2 separate regions of the Macaca mulatta genome follow, and region 2 is linked to region 1. A link is a contact called in public Hi-C data. All regions are on one chromosome and are shown on one strand. The core of a region is the stretch at or near the end of the contact, and the rest is flanking DNA. Distances in the headings are between cores, read along the strand shown. Region 1 holds the start of TDRD7 (tudor domain containing 7). Region 2 has its middle 24 kb from the start of SLC25A51.

Region 1 (6,597 bases), core at 1,595-4,094:
ACCCTGAGATAATAAAGTGGCTTAGTAAGGAGTTTGTGTCTTAATCCTAGTTCTGCTACTGATTACCCAACACAAGTCACTTCAGGTCTCTTTTTTTCACAAGGAAGAAAGGTGGCAAGAGCTATGATTCTCAACTTTCCTTGGATTCACTGAAGGCTGAACTAAGGTCCAAATATCTAACGAAAACCGAGTTTGCTTACTCATGACAAATCTGCACAGGCTAAAATGTCAAGCTTACTTTGAAGTCACACTGGGTAGCTTGCACTGATCAAGTTCTAATTGGCATATATACGTCTTCAACTAAAAACTGCAAAATTAATTACTTTTAGTTTGAAAGACAAAACTGTAAACATATTTGGCTTACATGGAAATAATGACAAGAATGAAGCTTTCAAAAGTACAGAGGTGGGAGTGGAGGGAGGAAAAAGCAGGTTTGGCACAAAGAAACAACAGTTCACATAAATATAAAATTTCACCAAGGAAATTCTCTGACAGTGTCCAGATGCAAAGCACTCTATGTCAAATCTCAATTCTTGAAAACAGCACTTGACAAACACAAATTAGGCACTCAGAGTTGGATTATAAGGTATTTTTTCTTTATATTCACATTAAGCATCCAACTAGATTATATTGCACAGACTTAAAGGAGAGGTTCTTCAAGGAGTTTAAAATCTGTTGATGCAAAATACAATAGTTCATTCAGCCATGTTCAACCTGTACACTTAAAAGGGCATTAGCAGGGGATTACATTTCATTTTCAATCTACAGAGACTGAAATCTGAAGGCACTGCCAACTGCTGCCTCACAGTCTCACCGTGTAACCAAAGAGGGAGGCTGTGTGCCACCAAAGGGCCCTGGATTGGGGCACAGGAGATGTGAGTTCTAATCCAGCTGGCCTCAGGGGCAATTCCCTATACCCCAGAACAGTACTTTGCACTGATGCTCAATGAATGTCAGCTGACTGGAAATGCAAAAATATCCACCATGTGCCAATTTATATTATACAGGAAACATAAAGATCTTTGTGTCCCTGCCCTCAAAAAACTAAAATCCAATTATGTAAAACATGGACAGTTTGTTGGGAGGAAGAGTGTGAATACTGCTTGGCAATTATTATGAGGCAAAGGATATACAGTGGTTATCTTGAAAAAGCCTTGCAAAGTAAGCCAAATATTTCTATTTGATACACAGAAAACCAGGCTCAGAGAAAGCATGTAATTTGTTCAAGATCACACAATTTGTAAAATGAGAAGCCCAGATTTCAATCCAGGTCTACAAAGTTCACATTATTTGCAGTATGCAACACACTCACACACATCAAGGCAGCCCAGGAAGAGATAGGGATTTGGGTCTAAGTTTTACTTCTCCTACTAAGCTGTTGCATTTCTCCCTAGAGAGAACATTTCTCTCCTTTTTTTTTCACCTGCACGATTGGAGAGCAGAGAGGTGTTGGCAGGAGGGTCCATGAACTGGATCTGTGGTTTTTTGGTTTGGTTTGGTTGGGCGGTTATCAGAAATCTTTTGAGCCAGGACTTGTCCTAATATGTTTTTTTCCCTTCCCTGCTCTTAGAAATTATTTGAGAATGGTACCTTTAGCTATTAATGGAAATATATTATACCTCTCAAGTGAATGGCAGCAGAAAGATGTGCTGCTTCCAAGCTCCCTCCTAGCAAGCTGAGGCTGAGAGTGTGACCCTGCTGGGGGATGCTGCTGAAAGTTGAGACAACTTATTCACGGATCCATGTTTCCCTCCCAGCTGGGTGCTCTGCACCCACTGGGTGCTCCTGGTTTGAGAGAAATGGGGATGTGCGCCCTGCATGACTTGAGCGGCCTGCCTGGGGCTCGTCTCCAGATTATAGAGACCTTTAAGAGAAGTTCGCGGTGTAAAATACTTGGGTTTAAATAGCGGAGCGCGGACATCCGTCGCTGGGGGCGGCGGCTGCGGCCTGTCGCTCCGGTAGCGGGAACCACTTCCTGGTCCGCATCTCCCGCCTGCGTCCACACCCCGCTGCTGCATTTCCCCCACGGCACAGAGCTTTAGAGGCAGCAGGGGGCTCCGTCCGACTCCCGCGTGAACGCCCGGCCCAGCCCGGAGCGGGGTCCCTTCAGAGATTTAAAACACAACGCTCTGGAACTGCAACTCCCCCGGCGCCCAGCCCGGTTCCCAGGCGTAGTGGCCGGGGCAATCCCCTGCGGCTGCAGGGAAGAGGCCCCGAGCCTGTTGGAGCCTCCGGCCCCGGCCGCGGTCCCACCGGTGACCCAGGTGCGCCGCGCCCGCCCGAAATCCCGTCCGACGTCGCCCGGCACCTGTCGCGCCCGGAACCCGCAGGACCTGCGCTCACCTCGTTCCGGGGGCCCACGGCCCGTCCCCGCGCCTCTGGGCCCAGCTCCCGCCGCCGTCTCCGCCAAGGGCCCCGCCGCGGCCGCCGCCCACTTTCGGTTTCCCCGCACCGCTGGAGCCGCCCCGCGGCTCGGGAATCACCTCAAGCCCCCGCCCCGCCCTGCTCGGCCCCGCCCCGCTTCGCCCCGCCCCGCTTCGAGGGCAGCCTGGCCTCGGCTCTGCGCACGCGCGGACGCCTCGGTCGCGTCGGCCCACGCCGGCGTCCGCGCGTGGGAAAGGAAACCGACGCCGCCTAGCGGTTTCTGCGCGTGCCCACGCACCGGCCGGCGGCGGAAGACGCCTGCGGGGCGGGTGCGGAAGCGCCTCCTGGTGGACAACGCAGGTACGCGCTGGCCGAGCGAGCCGGGACCCAGCAGGGGGTGTGGGCGGCTCCTCCTAAGGGGCTCACCCTCCTTCCAAACAGTTCAACTCCTGCACATTATTTTCTTCCACATCTGGAGCAGTTACTTTTTATTGCCCTAGACACACACTCTGTCCGCCCATATCCTTCAGGCCTTTCTCAAGCATCACCCTTTCAATGACGGTGGGCACAGTCTCTTAACATGTCAACCTCCTTCCTTGACTTTCCCTATCCCCATTCTCAGCCTTATTTCTCCTTAGCACCTATCTAGCACACTATATGTATTTTACTTAGGCTTTTATTGTCTGCTGTCCTCCTAAAATTAAAGGTCTGTGAGCACAAGGATTTTTGTTTGGTTCCTTAACCTATTCCCAGAGTAGAATAGTGCCTAGCACACGATCAGCGATAAATATCTGTCAAATTTATTCATTCATTCTAAAGTTATTGAACACCTAATAAGTGAATACCTATTTCTTCTGCACATTAACTCCACCAACCCTTATTGGGCACCTGCTTTGCATTCCTTCAGCCAACACTGAACGCTTCTCTGCACCATCGGATATGCATTTACTGGGAACTTGCTGTTTATTCAACCGGTATTTTATTACAGCTTGACTGCATTGTATAAGACATACAATAAACTGAACGTTTAAAATGTACAGTTTGATAAATTTATATATATATATCACTGTGAGACCATCACTGCAATCAAAATCATGAACATATCCATCACCCAAAAAAGTTTTACTGTGATCCTTCGTAATTCTTATATCTTGTCCCTCCCTGTCCCTTGCCCCCTCAACTGCTCACCTGCTTTCTGTTGCTATAGATTAGCTTGCTTTTTCTAGAGTTATATATACAACTTTTATATATGGAATCGTATGTACTATCCTTTTGGGGGGCTACCTGACTTCTTTTAATAAATTATGTTCACCCATGTTGTTACATGTATCAATAGTTCATGTCTTTCTATTGCTGACGGGTATTGTAGGGATGTACCAGACCTACCACACAACCCAGCAATTCCATTCCTGGGTATTTACCCGGGAGAAATGAAAGCATATGTCCACACAAAAACCTGTACAAGAATGCTTGTGGTAGTTTTGTTGGCCATAGCCCCAAATGGAAAAAACACAAACATCCATCAGAAGGTGAATGGACAATCAACTAATACATATTGAACAACTGCTGTTAAATAACAAATTTTCGTGGATAAGCCTGTGCTTATAGAGCTTTTGATTCAGTGAAAAGATGCAGTAGGCAATAAAAAGATAAATTGGAAGTAAATCTGGAAAACCTGATATCCAGTGCTCAGACACTTGGATGTTTCCCCAAAGGCAGTGGGGAATTGTTCAAGGTTTTTGAACAGGGTTCTTCTTTGAACACTGTTCTCTTTTGTATTCCAGATCTGGTCCCTGACTGTTTGCCTAAATGTCTCTCTCTGGAATTTCTCTGCATCTCCTCTGCTCTATTTCAGTCTATTTCAGATGTCTTTCTCTGTTCTGTCCCCTCCAGTCTACTCCAAACATTGCAGTGGATTTTTAATAGACTTTGCTATGGTCTGAATGTTTGTGTCCCAACAAAATTCATGTTGAAACCTAATCCCCATTCCTGCGGTGTTGAGAGGTGGACCTTTGACAAGTCATGATGGCTTCGTTCTTGTGAATAGAATTAGTGCCCTTGGGGTTTAAGGGAGCCTTCTGCCCCTTCCACTGTATGAGGATTCAGCAAGAAGATGCCATCTTTGAGGAGGAGAACAAGTCCTCACAAGATGCCAAATCTGCTGGCACCTTGATATTAGACTTCCAAGCCTCCAGAACTGTAAGAAATAAATTTCTATTATTTATAAATTATCCAGTCTAAGATATTTTGTTATAGCAGCAGGAATGGGCCAAGACAGACCTAAAAGACAGCCACCCCAATTTGGTCTCTGCAGTGCTCACAACATCCTGTGGCTCCACATTTTAGAAGAGAAAGATATAAAAAGCAGCTGCCAAAGGAAAGAGTGCTGGTAGTAGCAGGAAATTTAAAAAAACAATTTCGGAGTCTAATATGTAGAATAAATCATAAAATAATGTAGTTGAACCCAAGTTTGAGATCCTTTATCCTTGCAAAGATGTTCCGTGTTTAGACTGTCCTATATGTATAGAAAAATGAAGCTCTGCAGGTAGTTTTTTTTTAAACCAGCTTTATTGATAGTTGACATATAATACCTATTTAAATGTACAGTTTGATGAGTTTTGACCAATGTCTTTAATTGTGTATCTACCACCACAATCAATATATGGGATTAGTTCATAATTCCAAAATTTCTCCTGTGCCCCTTTACAGTTAATTCTCTCCCCCTACCTTTATCCCCTAGCAGCTACTAATCTGAGTTTTGTCATCATAGGTTTGCCTTTTCTAGCATATCATATAAATGGAATCATGCAGGATGTAATCTTTTGTGTCTGACTTCATCACTTAGTGTAACACTTTTGAAAGTTATCCATGTTGTTGCACATAGCGGTAGTTGGTTCCTTTTTAGTGCTGAATAGTAAGCCATTGCATGGCTCTATCACAATTTGTTTATTCATTCACATTTCATGCACATTTGTGTTGTTTCCAGTTTGGGCTATTATAAATAAAGCTGTAATAACAACCATATGCAGGTCTTTGTGTGGTGATGTGGTTTTTTGGCATAAAGACTTAAGAATAGAACATCTGGTTGTGGGATAGGTATACGCTTAACTTTTTAAGAAACTGTCAAACTGTTTTCTAATGTGGCTGCACCATTTTGTACTCCCACTTTTACTCCCTCCTTGGTAATGTATAAGACTTCCAGTTGCTCTAAATCTTCTCCAATACTTGGTATTTCCTGTCTTTCTAATTTTAGCCATTCCAGTGGATGTATATGGACAGCACACTGAGCTTTCAATTTGCATTTCCCCAGAACTAATGATGTTGAGCATCTCTTCATGTGTTTATTGGCCCTTCATATGTGTTCTTGGGTAAAGTGTCTGTTCTGCAGGTAGGTTTTTTGTCCAAGACATCAGGAGGTTCTCAGAAGTGCCTGGGTATCTGCCAGAGCAAGGGCAGGTTAGGACGTTGTGGTTTTTTTGTCTTAGTGAAGTGGCCCAAGGCCCAGGGAGTTCAAGAATTCACCCCATACCCTGGATATAATTGTATTTCAGGAGAATTAAGAGATATCAGAGATGGCACAGACTGGTTACTCTGTAGGCACAATGGTTCTTACCCTTTTGTAGGGAAGTCAGAATAGATGAAAGCAAATTTTGATGTATGCTGTCAGAGAGGATTTGGAGTCCTTAAAACTCCACTGTGAACCCCTGTTAAAAATTTCCTTAGAGGAAATTGTATATCCTGGGCCCAAATAGCAGAGTTTTTGAAATGAACAGGACTCAAGTGGAAGGCATTCTTCCTCTGCAAAAGCCCAAGCATATCTTTGGACAACAGGGGCAGTGGCCAGGAGCATCTAGATCTCTTTTAAGAGAGGCAGGCATAATTTCCCATCCTCAAGGGCTGTAGAGAGGTCCTTGGTACTCTGCTTAAGGTGGCTTTTAGGGTAGGAAAGGTAGATGGGAGGAGGAATTAGTAAAAGCTGGCCACTAAGCAGAAGCCTGGCAGGTCATTGTGCCTATCCAGAGACAAGAGAGAAGTTATCATGGAAAGGGAGTGCAAATCAAGGCCCAACTATGGAGAAGGACGATAGCTTTGTTGGCAGCTTATCCTTGGCAGAGAAAGATGGACATATTTCCAGTGTGAAACCTCCATCCAAAGCCCTTCATGCATTTTGTCCACACCTGGGGAGCCTGTACGTTTGGAGAGTGTCACATTGGATGCAAACACCAAAATACC
Region 2 (7,100 bases), core at 1,388-3,887, 690 kb after region 1:
GCCTGCCAGTCCTGTCCTGAAGTCAGAAGAATGGCCCAGGCTGACACGCTCTCCTTAAGAGAGGCTCACAGCGCAGCCCTTCGCAGGAAAGGGGTGCAAAGGCTCCACGCCTCAGGAGGCAGGCCCTGTCCTCACAGGGCGGCTGTGGGCCGGGGCGCCTCTGTGGCCTGAGTGTGAGCAGGAGGGAAACCTGAAGCAGCTTCCCACAAGGCGTCCAGTCCACAGGGTGGAGCCCGCAGGCTCGCTCTGCCCATTTCCAGAACCAGCGGCCCCCTTTGTAAGATTTTGAACATGAAGTTCCAGTAGCTCCCCAGACGCTCTCTCAGAAGTGGTGATGTCATTGACCAAGGGCCTGGCAAGGACCAGCAGCCAGGGTCACCATTTGCTCTTGCAGCCCTCGGGACAGTGCAGGTAGAAGCCCTGCCAGCAGAGTAGGCTGGCATTTGGTGTTGGCTCACAGACACCTGTGAAGGGTCCTGGCTGAATCAGGCAGCTGTCCAGCCAACTCTCTCTCCACCCTTCTGGAATTGGTGAACAGCAAAGACCAAATTCGGCAAGCTGTCCGGAGGGAGTGCAGGGCCCACAGTCTTAGATGTGGGCGCACCTCCCAGAACCCCACAGGGACCTGTTCACAGGCGCCCTCAGGACACAGGTGCCCCTCAGCCTTTCCACCTCCCTCCTTAGGGCTGTTTGCGTCCCCGCCAGGAGGCTCAAACCAGCCACCTACTTCTGAAGTCTCTTGTAACATTCCAATTCTATGTGACACACTGTATAATGATGAATATTTAATGTGAAGCTCTTAATATACTACAAGTGTCTTGTTTACCATTGGTCTTTTTTTTTCTCTCTCTTTGAGATAGGGTCTTGCTATGTTTCCCAGGCTGGGATGCAGTGGCACAATCTCCACTCACTGCAACTTTTGCCTTCCAGGTTCTAGTGATCCTCCTACCTCAACCTCCCACATAGCTGAGACTACAGGCATGCACCACCACGCCCAGCTAATTTTTCCATTTTTATTAGAGGTGGGGTTGTGCCATGTTGACCAGCCTACTGGTCTCAAACTCCTGGGCTTAAGGGATCCTCCCACCTTGGCCTCCCAAAGTGCTGGGATTACAGGTGTTTGCCTGGCCACACAATGTCATTTAAATGCACCTCCTTAGGCATGCATGATTTTTGTTTGTTTGTTTGTTTTTAATGCAGCCATGTGCCCCAGGAATCTAGCTGAGCTCTTGCCATCAGCTTCCAAAGGTGGATGGTTAAAGGTAAAAGCAACCTTTCTGCTTCCTAATTATGAGGAAGAAAGAGGCCTGATGAGCTCAATGGAAATAAATGAATTTGTTCAGCAGACATTCCTTGAGTACCTACTGGTCCTCAGGTCTAGTGGATATAGGGGTGAATGGGACTCAGCCCCTGCTCTCAAGAAGTTTCCAGTGTGTAAAAACAGCCCAAGGAGCTGTGGGATCCCAGATGAGAGAGGCTTCAATCTGTCTGCAGCAGTCGGGGAAAAGTTGGGCCTTGGGAGATGGTAGGAGTTCAGCAGGGAACCTGGTGGGGTGCATGGTCTGTGCAGAGGTAACAGGGTGGTAGAATCATCAGGGTGAGTGCATCAGAGCCTGATGTGGCGCAGCCGGCCTTGAGGGGAGGTGGCCAGACTCCTGGGACTCCAGAGGCCTCATCCCGCAGAGGCAAATGAACAGGGCAGGGCAGGGAGGATCTCCCTAAAGACGGGGAGATGCTGGCCACCTGTTTCCTAGAGGAGCCGAATTCTTAAGGAGAGAAGGGCAGGACATGAGTCTTGGCACAAAGTCTGCCATTGTTTGCCTGCCACCATCGCCATGATGCCACCATGATGACAGCATTAGGCAGCCCAGGTCCACCGGGAAGGTCTGCGCCCAAGCCCCTCCTCACCTACACCTGAGGGGGCACAGCCTTCCCCAGCATGTTGGGGACCTGCTCTGGAGTGATTCCCCGCCCCGCCCCCGCCGTCCCCACAGGAACTTACCTGCCACTCTCCTCCTTCCTTTCCTTCTCCTTTTCAAGAATGTGACTGTCTGTCTCCCCTGCTGCCCCCCTTCCTCCCCAACTCCCCAGGACTCTTGGGCTTTGGTTCACCTCTTCTCCCTCTCTCCCCCACCTCCCCAACACATCCCAGTGTCCCCGAATCCACACCTCTGACTGTGAGACTCCCTCAGAACATTGACACCAACACCCCCATGTCCCAACATATGCACGCACACACACATGCCTGGGGAACACCTGTGCTCGGGGAGGGCAAAGCCCTGGCACATGGTCCTGGTGACAGAAAACATTCATGAGCTTGGTCAGGACCAAGCGGTCACAGGCAGTGCCAGTGCTCGGCCACCAGGAATTTCCTGAAGGGAGGGAGGAAAGGTCACCTCTAGACTGTGTTATGCGTGGTGGTGGGTGGTGGTGGTGATGGGTATTTCTCTTTCAGTTCAATTTAACACACGTTGAGCATGAAACAGACGGGACAAGCTGGTGACCAGGAGCAGGAGACTGAGCACAGGAAACCCCTTCCTCATCAGAGTCCACAGGAAGCGGTGGGCCGTCAGATGCCTTCATCCCTGCACAGAGAGCCAGCAGGGTGGGCCAGAAATAGAGGCCTAGACAGGGACAGAGGCACGCTCAAGGCCACACAGCAAGTCCCTCTCCATATGCCTTGGGGTGCTTGAGAGCGACCAGCTCCAAGGGTCATCTCAGCCAGTGCAGCTCTGAGAAGACTAGGGTAAGGCTGGGGGATTCTTCTCAGACAGAGTTAATGAGCCATTTCTTTCCTCATTGGCTCCCCGGGTGGCAGCATCCCAGGCCTGTAGTGACTGGTGTCATCTCTGGCTTGGGAGACAGTTTCCAAAGCCTGATCATACCAGGATGGCAGGAAGTCACCAGTGTGGCTCTAGTGCCCTCGTGTGGTTTTCTTTAGTATTGCAGCAAGTCCCAGGGAGTGGAAATGCCGCCTCCAAGTCACCATGTTGGTTACAGAAGGAGAAACTGAGGCCCAGAGAAGGAAGAAGCAGGCATGTAAACAGATAAATGGCAGGCAGTGCAGAGTGATGAATGATGGGTGCTCCAGCAGAAGGGACAGTAGAAGTGGCATCTGAGCAAGGCCTCCTCACCTGCAGGAAGCAGGGACATCCTAGGCAGAGGAAACAACTTCAGCAAGAGCTGGGAGGCTCCCTCTGACTCCCGATCCGGGCTTTTCCCACTACAGTCTACTCTAAAGCCGCGTCCATTCATGCCCACTGGGAAGGGAGGTCAGGCCAAATCAGAAAGGCTCAGTACAGAACAATTTTATGCAATATTATTTCAAAGTTACTGACTTCCAATTATAAAATTAACATGTACTTTGTGGTCTGGCACAGTGGTTCACACATGTAATCCCAGCACTTTGGGAGGCCAAGGCAGGTGGATCACTTGAGGTCAGGAGTTCGAGACCAGCCTGGCCAACATGGCAAAACCCTGTCTCTACTAAAATTACAAAAATTAGCTGGCCATGGTGGCTGGTGCCCATAATCCCAGCTACTCAGGAAGCTGAGGCCAGAGAATCGCTTGACCCCAGGAGGCAGAGGTTGCAGTGAGCCAAGATTGCACCACTGCACTCCAGCCTGGGCAACAGAGCAAGACTCCATCTCAAAAAAAAGAAAAAATACAGTTTGTGCTTGTGGCCGGGCACGGTGGCTCATACCTGTAATCCCAACTCTTTGGGAGGCTGAGGCAGGCGGATCACTTAAGGCCAGGAGTTCAAGACCAGCCTGGCCAACATGGCAAAACCCCATCTCTACTAAAAGTACAAAAATCAGCTGGGTGTGGTGACAGGCACCTGTAGTCCCAGTTACTTGGGAGCCTGAGGTAGGAGAATCGCTTGAACCCGGGAGGCAGAGGAGCCAAGATTAGGCCACTGCACTCCAGCCTGGGTGACAGAGCAAGACTCTGTCTCAAAAAAAAAAAAAAAAAAGTATTAGTAATGGAAATTTGTATTTCAGGAAAATATAAAGAAGAAAATAAAAATTACCCGAAACTCAAAGAACAGTACATTCACGTTCTGAAGTATCGCCTCAGTCTTTTTTTCTATGCACGTATATAATTATTTTAAATAAAAGCGGGCTCAAGCCATGTTTACATAGTTCTATAGCCTCCATCTTCCGCTTAACATAGTATCATGTCCCTTTTTTTTTCTGTTATTAAATCTCCTACAATATGATCTTTTTTTTATAGCTGTATGGTATTTTCTACCTTAATTTTTTTTTTTTTTTTTTTTTTTTTTTTTTTTTTTTAGAAAGTTTCACTCTTATTGCCCAGGCCGGAGTGCAATGGCATGATCTCAGCTCACTGCAACCTCTGCCTCCTGGGTTCAAGTGATTCTCCTGTCCCAGCTTCCCAAGTAGCTGGGATTACCAGCGCCCACCACCATGCCCAGCTAATTTTTGTATTTTTAGTAGAGATGGGATTTCACCATGTTGGCCAGGCTGGTCTGGAACTCCTGACCTCAAATGATCCACCGGCCTCGGCCTCCCAAAATGCTGGGATTACAGGCGTGAGCCACCGCACCCGGCCTCTACCTTAATTTAACTTATTCCAATTTTTGTATAACCAGCTCTGCAGGGAATTGTTCAGAAATCTTTGTTTCTGGGTTTTTGTAAGGAGAAATTCATAGATGGGGCATTATGAGGTCAAAGGCTAGGTACATGTTCAAGACTTCCCGTCCTCCAGAGATGCATCAGTTCCTCTTCTGCTGCTATGTCCGGGAGTGCCCCCACAGAAAAGCTGTTCTGTTACCTTTAGAGACTTTTAGCGGTCGGGCGCGGTGGCTCAAGCCTGTAATCCCAGCACTTTGGGAGGCCGAGACCGGCGGATCACGAGGTCAGGAGATCGAGACCATCCTGGCTAACCCAGTGAAACCCCGTCTCTACTAAAAAATACAAAAAACTAGCTGGGCGAGGCGGCGGGCACCTGTAGTCCCAGCTACTCGGGAGGCTGAGGCAGGAGAATGGTGTGAACCCGGGAGGCGGAGCTTACAGTGAGCTGAGATCCGGCCACTGCACTCCAGCCTGGGCGACAGACCGAGACTCCGTCTCAAAAAAAAAAAAAAAAAAAAAAAAAAAAAGACTTTTAGCAACTTGGACCTTGCCTAAAACATGAGGCACACTATAAGTAGTTTTTCATCAGGGACAGCATGAGTTCAGGCTACCCATGGGGTTGGACAGGAGACGGGGCTCTGCATGTAGGGTGAGTAGTTGTCCCTCTAAGAGAAGCTTTTCAGGGTACAGGACTCTGAGGGCTAACACCAGGATGGTCCCAGCAAGCTGGAACAGTTGTCCTGTTACCCCAGGGGCAAGTCCCTTACCTCCCATTCAGTAGACCCTCCCTCTGCCCCTGTGAGAGAACCAGGGTCTGGGGCTGGAGCTGGGGCTGGGGAAACCCAGAGAAGCTCAGAAGGACCCCTGCCCTCCTCAGGTCCAGGACGTGGGTAAGCAGAGAAACAGCCATCACCCAGGGGGAACCCAGTCTAATTCTATCCCTTTCCAGCTGTGCAACCTGGGTAAACTGCAAAAGCTTCCACTTCCTCTGCTGCAAAGTAACACAAAACCAGCAGCCTCACGGGGTTGCTGCAAAGATTACACACAGTGTTGAATGACTGCCCTTAGCAAGGCTTAGCGTTGTCAACCTTCAGAGGTCAGCTAGGATGAGAACAAGGTGTGATGGCAGAGGCCAGTGTAGCCACAGGATTTCAAAGCAAAGAGGGACTAGGGCGCCAGAAAGGCTTCCTGTGGGAGGTGAGAAGTGGAGTCTATTTTATAAATAAAAAATGCTCCAGCCCCACTGGACATCTCCTGAAGTTAGGACCACAGCTCTTAAGATCCTCTTCCTCTCCAGCTGGACGTCCCAGAGCAGTGCTCACAGAGTTCCCTCCATCCCCTCACTCAGCATCCTCTAACATTCCATCTTTCTCTGTTATTTACATTAATTCTAACACACTATAATTATTATCTAAATAATAAGCATCTGTTGGCCAGGAGCGGTGGCTCATACCTGTAATCCCAACACTTTGGGAGGCCGAGGCGGGTGGATCACATGAGGTCAGGAGTTTGAGACCAGCCTGGCCAACATGGCGAAACCCCATTTCTACTAAAAATAGAAAAATTAGCCAGGCGTGGTGGCAGATGCCTGTAATCCCAGCTACTTGGGAGGCTGAGGCAGGAGCATTGCTTGAACCTGGGAGATGGAGGTTGTGGTAAGTCGAGATGGGGCCATTGCACTCCAACCCGGGCAATAAGAGCAAAACTCCGTCTCAAAAAAAAAAAAATAGCCAGGCGTGGTGGCATGCACCTGTAATCCCAGCTACTTGGGAGGCTGAGGCAGAAGAATTGCTTAAACCTGGGAGGCAGAGATTGCAGTAAGCCGACATGGCACCACTGCACCCCAGCCTCAGCAACAGAAAAAAAAAAAAAAAAAAAAGCATTTGTTGTGTTTACTATTTAAATAATTACGTTTATTATGTCAATATTAAATCTATTGTCTTTATTGTTTAAATGTTAAATCTGTGCAGCAGCTTTATTCTTTAAATATTAAACAGGTATTGTATTCATTATCTATTGCCTGTCTCCACCCACTAGAACGGAACCAGAATGCAGACTCCACACAAGCAGGGATCTAGGACAGTTTCTGGCATACAGTAGGTGCTCAATAAGTATTTGTTAGCTGAAGTAACAGTGATAAAAGATCCTATCTGTGGCGGGTTTACTCTATGTGTGCCTCACATTGTGCTTGCATTGGTCTCCCACAATGGGAGCCCTGCTATGCAGATGAGAAACTGAAGTTCAGGCCTGGTATGGTGACTCGTGTCTGTAATCCAAGTACTTTAGGAGGCCAAGGAGGGAGGAGCACTTGAGTTCAGGAGTTCAAGACCAGCCTGGGCAACATGGAGAAAACCCATCTCTACAAAAAAAATACAAAAATTAGCCAGGTGTCGTACTGCACACCTGTAGTCCCAGCCTCTTGGGAGGCTAAGGTGGGAAGATCACTTGAGCCCATGAGGTGGAGACTGCAGTGAACTGAGATCTTGCCACTGCACTTCAGCCTGG

What was found. A called contact is a pair of places that touch in the nucleus more often than the background predicts.
Region 2: a contact with region 1 is called in a Hi-C map of fetal cortical plate, with 2.2 times the contacts expected there. The contact joins the enhancer-like site here to the promoter of TDRD7 in region 1. A contact is called at or near these places in 2 of 14 Hi-C or Micro-C datasets (fetal cortex germinal zone and fetal cortical plate).

The regions. Positions count from the first base shown.
Region 1 is chr15:60,984,866-60,991,462 of T2T-MMU8v2.0, forward strand. TDRD7 (tudor domain containing 7) reads right to left here and starts at 2,845. Exons shown (of 17, transcript NM_001194629.1): 1 at 2,344-2,845.
Region 2 is chr15:61,679,529-61,686,628 of T2T-MMU8v2.0, forward strand. No RefSeq gene overlaps it. Among named protein-coding and RNA genes, the nearest start is that of SLC25A51, 24 kb to the right of the region's middle. Within about 2 kb of position 2,638, at least 6 of the 40 cell types and tissues checked have an H3K27ac peak or open chromatin away from gene starts, as enhancers often do. A contact at or near this core is called in fetal cortical plate, where this site is marked.